2 separate regions of the Rattus norvegicus genome follow, and region 1 is linked to region 2. Evidence: chromatin contacts called from public Hi-C data. All regions are on one chromosome and are shown on one strand. Each heading gives the region's core, a stretch centred on a gene start, on an enhancer-like site or on the middle of the called end of the contact. The rest is flanking DNA. Distances are from core to core; before and after follow the strand shown.

Region 1 (3,614 bases), core at 711-3,210, 37 kb after region 2:
TGACGCCCCCTTCACCATGAAGCAAGGAAGTTCTTGTTAGAGCTGTACAATACTCACTCACACTGGGGTAGTTAGTATTTCTTGCTCCATGGCAAAATGGCCCTTTAAAAAGTGACTGGATGTAAAGTTATGAGATGACATAAGCATATTCCTGAGACATATTAATTAAAAATAAATAAATATTCCACAGGCTTATATAGAAATATAAACTGTGAACTGTGTGTGCTGGTTTATATCTGTAATCTGAGCATTTGGACGAGAAAGGCAGAAGGATCAGAAGTCTAGCCTAGGCTACGTATTGAGACCCTCTCTCAAAACAAAACATTTAAAATATCGGTATTTTGGCCTCAGAATTATGTGTGGAAGATACTGTCATCTCAGAAATTTTGTTATGTTAAAAGCAACAAGTACAGTTAACCGAAATAGCAGGATTTGTTTCAAGGCCTGACCTCTTGGCAGCCAGGAAGCTAGACATCCCTGCCTCAGTGTTCAGCAATCACTTCTGGCCGTCACTGGAGTTAAGCCTTACCTCAGAAGGCCTGAGACACTGACCAACTGAGCCCATTCCTCTAAGTTCCACGTCTGCCTGCCTGTAATCAAGTCTAATCACAGTGCTTAACTGGAGGCTGCTTGAGGGTTAAGGTAGATAGTGTGTTGGCAGGGCAAGCATGATGTTTGACGTCTGGGAAACGGTGGTAGCTCTGTGGTGATCGTGAAAGTTACTGCTTTCTTACCAAGCTTTTGTGTTCTAAGGAACAGGATACTGTTGCGGTAAAAATTAAAAAGGAACATTTTTCTATTGGTTCCCAATTGCCGGAGCCACTCACGCCGGCTGCTACTCTACCAGGCAAGCTGCCCTCTGCTGGCTGTCTCTCTTTTAGCTGCCCTCGCCGAGTGGTCCCCTAGGCGGTAGTTTCCATGCCTCACACAGACACACTCGTGCGCGCGCGTGCACACACACACACACACACACACACACACACACACACGCCTTGTTCTGCGGGCCCTTGCATGGTTCTCACTCTGCATGGGCAACAGAACCAGTTTCGCATGCTCCAACTGCCTCTCAGTCATTTCTTTCACACGCTGTCCTCTTTAGCCCGGTAAAAATCAAAGTTCCAGAAACTTGTAATTTAGCAATTAGATTTACATGTCAATTTCTCAGTCCACGATTCATCCACACAATAAATTCACTAGAATTGATAGAGATATAAACCGCCCACCTAGACAAGATAAAATCGATCTAGTTCACCTAAATCTGAACCGTCGTCCTCTGTAGACGCCATCTTCGTCTTTTTTCTCCTCTCTCCTTCCTCGACTTTTTCCCCAGCCTACCCTTCCTTCTCATCTAATGAACTGGCCTTGCTGCACCATGGCGTCACCCTACACGATCCCTTTTATAAGCCGCTGTAATTGGCCATATTGTCTTCAAGTCCTGGATTTTCTGTCTGGTGCTGCTCTCTGGTTCCTGGATTGCCTGCCTGGAATGAGGCCGTAGGGCTCAGGTACAGAGCCGTCCTGAGGCTTTGGACGGTTGGGTCTTCTATTACGGTTCTAAGGAGCAGACGAGAGCAGAGCTTCTTCCTCTCTCCTTCCTCTTTCTCCTCACTTGAGTCTGACTGCAGGTGGCGGCTCAGACTTCCCTGACTGCAGAGACTCCAGACCCGTGTGCACTGGAGGAGAGCGTGTCTGGGACTTGGCAGAGACAGCAGCACACATGGGTTCTGATCCCTCTGGGACCCATTACCAAAGCTGGCTTGTTGGCCAGCGGGGCTGACTTTTGCCAGCTGTCTTCCGTAGGTTGTGACCTGGATGCAATCCATACTGAAACTGTAGAATGCAAGGATCCAGGTTTTCCATGACAACATCAGGCAGTTTGTTTTTTGGAAATGCATAGAGTGTGAACGTGGAAGTCCGTGGAATCCCCGGTGACTCAGGTTTGGGACAGAAGCCATTCAAATGAGCTCAGAACTTGGCTCGGTGGTGTTGGCAGGGACTATTCAGCTGGGATTTGCCATGAGGGATGCTGGGCTTGGCTGTCTGCTGTCTCCCAGTCCAGTCTCACAAGCTTCTTTTTTTGTCTGTTGGATTCCATACTCTACTCCAGTCGGCCCTCTGTGTGATCAGCCCTGCAGGGCATTCTCAGTGAGGAGCTGTTTGTCCGTTCTGAGCAGACAGACTGCTGTAGGCTGTTCTGCAGGTCTGCAGTGGAGGGTGTGGCCATGGGAACCCCAGCCGAGGCCATGAAGTAAGCAGAGTGGTAGAGAGGGGGCGAGACTGTGCAGAGGGAAAGCGGTAACAGAGTGTGAGAGGACGTAAGGGGCTTTGATGACCGTGACACCAAAGCTAAGTGTGAGCGGCTGTGTGTAGAACCAGCTGCCATCCAGGCCTTGTGTTCATGAAGGTGAGTGTGCATGTAAGAGGAGTGAGTGGGCATGTAAACACCACCATTGCCCGAGAGGCTTGGTCTTCCCCCATGAACTCGAATGAGTGAGTGGAGGTATAGAGGGCACATCAGACACCACGAGTTCCATCCAGGTTTAACCTTCCTGAACTCACATCTGTCTATGAGGGGCGAGTGGGTGTGAGATAAGCCATGGATGCCATCTGGAACTGGTATCATTACTTTTCCCCATCGTGTGAAATACAGCAGCAGCATCAGGTGGTACGCACAGCCCAGCCTGGTCTCGGCCTCCACGTACAATTTTCCTCTCCCTGTTCCTTCATTCAAGATCAGAAGGATGAAATCACTAAGAAAGAGGAGAGAAACAAAGAGGGTCTTGGGACGAAGAAGAACCTGACCATACTTTTTCCCACTGACAAAGCCCTGAGAAAGAAGGCAGAGTGCCTTGCCAAGCAACTTCAAGTCTCCCCAGGGAAAGGGGACTTAAGGAGAATTATGAGGACAAAGCAGCTTTCCTTTTTGGTGAAAGCCAGGCACAGGAGACTTCTGGCCTCCAGGGTGGGGGCTCTTGGTTTCTCTACACAGACAGCACCTCTGTAGTAGTTTCCACATCACAGGTTGGACCTGCAGATTTGACTTAGGTTAAGAAGCATGTGCTAGGGGCTGGGGATTTAGCTCAGTGGTAGAGTGCTTACCTAGGAAGCGCAAGGCCCTGGGTTCGGTCCCCAGCTCTGAAAAAAAGAACCAAAAAAAAAAAAAAAAAAAAAAAAAGAAGCATGTGCTACTCTCTCAGAGAATGCAAATTCCATTACCAGAACCCATATTGGGTGATTCACGACCACCTGTGACTCCAGCTTCAAGGGAAACACAGCACCTCCAGCCTCTCCAAAGGCACCATGTGTACCATGTGCATATATGCACACACACTTAAGAAGTAGAAATAATTTTTTTAAAAAAGATGCCACAGATGAATACAAATTCGCTAGCGTCTAGTAATCACTTGGTAGAAAATGGAGAATAGATGTGTTATAAGGCAGCCAGAATTAAGCATCAATCCAAAGAGGTATCATTGGATGCCCACTAAGTGTAGAGATTTGTACACTAGGGTCTTTCTATAAGCAATTTAATGTATGCGTCCAAGATATATTAGAGAATTATCTTTTTATAAACTGTACTCTAAAGAAATACAAAGATATAAGTATATATGTAA
Region 2 (3,372 bases), core at 207-2,706:
CTCTACACACACACACACACACACACACACACACACACACACACACACACACTGGGCGTTCTTCCTTGGGGTTCCCATGCTCGCACCCAGAGACCCAGCTGAATGCTGATTTTCAAGGCAGCTGGCACACATGCAGCTGAGGTGAAGCGGGGATACAGAAGTGACTGAGAGACAAGATTGCAGACTCAGGGTGATAGATCAAGCAGTTAATTAAGGCACAGGCTTCCAGCTTCCTCTAAGGGAGGCAAAGTGTCTTCTGTTTCTTTTTGTTCTTCTTGCCAATATTGGTGCTGTTTGCTTCATGGAGACCTTGGGCTCTGCCCAGACGCTTTGATAACTGTTTGCCGCTGCTAGAGGTCAGCATTGTCCCTTTACCAAGGCTGCAGGAACATCACGGACAGCAGGAGTTTTCTTGTTGCCAAGGGCTAAGACTGTAGAGTTAAAAAGATGGCGTCTGCCTGGCAGTCCTGCTGTGCATCATGGGAGTCGGCCCTTGAGAACCCCTTTCATAAGGCTGTGTCCAGTCCATGGAGGAGGAGTTTGTTTGGGGTGTAGCTTAGTTACTTTTCAAATGCTGGGATTAGATACCATGGCCAAGGTAACTTACAAACGAAATCATTTAAATGGGGGCTGGCTTACAGTTTCAGAGGGGGAGTCCATGATCATCATGACAGGAGAATGGCGGCAGGCAGGCAGGCTGGCAGGCAGGCACGGTGCTGAGAGCTTACACACTAGGACAACCATGAAGGTGGGGTTGGGGGCGTGAGCCGGTGTGCTAACTAGGAATGGTTTTGAATCCTCAAAGTGACAGTAGTGAGTGAATGCTTCAAGAGACGCCACAGATACAAACTCTCCGAGAGACCTCCCAGCTCAGCAGGACGTGGTTCTGAACAACCCGTGCTGTTGACCACCAGGCCCTCTGCAGTTTGTAAAGGCCAGCCGAGGCCAGCTAGAGCTGTCGCTTGTTGCAATCAGTGACTGATAATTTTGGAACGGAGAGGAGGAACTTGCTCGGAAACTGTCGAGTTTGGAAAGACACCTCATGTTTCTTCGGCTTTGCAACGTTGGCAGATAAAATTCTGCAGCCTCAGGATCACCGCTTAGATCCTTTTTAAGGAAACAAACAAGACCGTGACCCAGTTCAGTCCCTCTTCATTTATAATACTGTGCACAGACCGAACAGTACCAGAGGTGACTGGAAGCCACCGCGCTGTGGCTTCGTTACTGTAGAGACCGACCTCTCAGCACACGAACAGGACAGGGGTCATTGATGTGGCCCATGCCTGCCCCGTCGCTTAGCATTTGCTGGTTTTATAAAATGGATGTGAAACCTTCAAGAAGGAAAGAGCGTGTGGGAGGGGGCGTTCGCCTGTGCGTTTCGAGGACCACCTGTCCTACTCTGCCTTGAGCCACTCAGTTTTTCTGGAGAGGCACACGGTCTGTGTGACACGCTAGGAGGCCATTCACTGCCGAGCTGTGTGGTCCCAACCGACCGAGTGCCCTGTGAGATCAGACAAAGGAGAGGCTTGTGTGGGCCGACACAGAATGAAAAGTACTTACGAACTTTGAAGAGAGGCAGATGAAAACTTTAAAAAATAATGACAGAAGTGTTTGGCAGTTTCTTACAGAAGCTCGGTGGGTGAGGTCGGGAGGGGTGGGGAGGGCTGGGGAGGGCTGGGAGGGGTAGGGAGGGAGAACGCCAAGCTCGGATGTAACGGCTGTGTGGTGTTAGGACTTACTCCAGCCTGCATCATAGGTGCTGATGCAGGAAGCCTCGTCAGAGCCCACCACAGACTATGGTGCCCACCCAGGTGTTGAGCATACGGCAGTCTTTTCCAGAGGGGTTGAGGGTGGTAGTCAGAGGAAATTTTAAAAAAAGTGGGTCAGATAACGAATACATTCCGAGTGCCAGCTGTATTAAAAGCAACATCTTCACTGAGTACATTCAACATACTCGCCACGGTGCCAAGCCCTTAACTTCTATTCCCTACGTCAGTGAAGGAACAGGTTAACTGCTTCTGGGGTATCTCTTTGTTGTTGTTGTTGTTGTTCTTGTTCTTGTTCTTGTTACTACAAAACTGTGCCTTAGGACTGGTGGGGTTGTTCAGTGGTCACGTGCTTACCTGGCATGCTTTAAGGCTCTGGACTCAATTCCTAGCATTGGAAAAAGAGAAAAGGAAAAAAAGAAGATAAGATAAATAAATCAAATGAAGAAATAAACAAAGCTCCTAGTCTGCATAACAGATAAGGAAAAGTATTTCTATAGCTCTGAAGACTGGCAAGTTCATGCTGGATGGTAACATGGACGCCCTTGCTTCCAAGATGGGACCTTGCTCTGGTAGCCTTGCTTAGTGAAAGGTGAGGAGACCTCCTTTCCACCAGGAGCCTCTCCTCTCCTCTCCTCTCCTCTCCTCTCCTCTCCTCTCCTCTCCTCTCCTCTCCTCTCCTCTCCTCTCCTCTCCTCCCTCCCCCTCCCCTCCCCTCCCCACCCCTTCCCCCTCCCCCTCCCCTCCTCTTCTCTTCCCCTCCCCCTCCTCTCCTGTTCCCCTCCCCCTCCTCTCCTCTCTCTCTCTCTTTTCATTAATTTATTTACTTTACATCCTAATCACAGCCCCTCCCCCATCCCCCTTTCCCCTTCTTCTCTGAGAAGGGGGAGGCCCCTCTCCTGGGTATTACCCCACCCTGGCATATCAAGTCGTGCAGGACTAAGGTCAGACAAGAGAGCCCAGTTAGGGGAACAGAACCCACAGACAGGCAACAGTCAGAGACAGCCCCACTCTAGTTGTTGGGGGACCCTCATGAAGACCAAGCTGCACATCTGCTACATATGTGTGGAGGGCCTAGGTTCAGGCCATGCTTGCTCTGTGGTTGGGGGTTAAGTCTATGGGAGCCCCCAAGGGTCCAGGTTAGTTGACTCTGTTGGTCTTCCTGTGGCGTCCTTATCCCCTTGAGGACTACCTGGAGCTGTTTTACAAGAGAACTAATCCACATCTGAAGGCAGAGCCCTGTGTGGTCACCCCAGACCTCCAGGCCCCAGTTCCATTTTCCTCTCTATTGTTGAACACTTCACAGACCTGCCCCCATGTAGGGGCCATTCTGACTTTCCCTCTGCTGTTACAGCCTTAGCATATGTACTGCTGAGTGGAGCACCGGCCCTACCTCTTGCTTCTGTTGCCTTGGGGATTGTCGCGCCATGAATTAGGAGGGGATGCCATCATCGAAACCATGGCAAGGGCCTAACCATCACATGCTTACTGAGTGACAGGGGTACAAACCTGAAACAGGTTGGGGGTGGGTAGGTCCTGCTCTGAAGGATTGGGGTGTCCCCAGGAAGACCATACATCTCAGGTCGGGGCTGTATGGAGGATGGAT

What was found. Hi-C and Micro-C count contacts between places; a contact is called where the count stands out from the background.
Region 1: a Hi-C map of Schwann cells shows a contact between it and region 2, with 1.7 times the contacts expected there. The contact joins two enhancer-like sites. A contact is called at or near these places in 4 of 12 Hi-C or Micro-C datasets (Schwann cells, frontal cortex, liver and 1 more) and 1 of 1 datasets of contacts at active chromatin or transcription factors (oligodendrocytes).

Annotation. Positions count from the first base shown.
Region 1 is chr2:27,141,216-27,144,829 of GRCr8, forward strand. All of the region lies in intron 2 of Lhfpl2 (LHFPL tetraspan subfamily member 2), which reads left to right. Among named protein-coding and RNA genes, the nearest start is that of Snrpn-ps5, 9.5 kb to the right of the region's middle. Within about 2 kb of position 1,961, at least 29 of the 93 cell types and tissues checked have an H3K27ac peak or open chromatin away from gene starts, as enhancers often do. A contact at or near this core is called in Schwann cells, where this site is marked.
Region 2 is chr2:27,105,040-27,108,411 of GRCr8, forward strand. All of the region lies in intron 1 of Lhfpl2 (LHFPL tetraspan subfamily member 2), which reads left to right. Among named protein-coding and RNA genes, the nearest start is that of Lhfpl2, 26 kb to the left of the region's middle. Within about 2 kb of position 1,457, at least 19 of the 93 cell types and tissues checked have an H3K27ac peak or open chromatin away from gene starts, as enhancers often do. A contact at or near this core is called in Schwann cells, where this site is marked.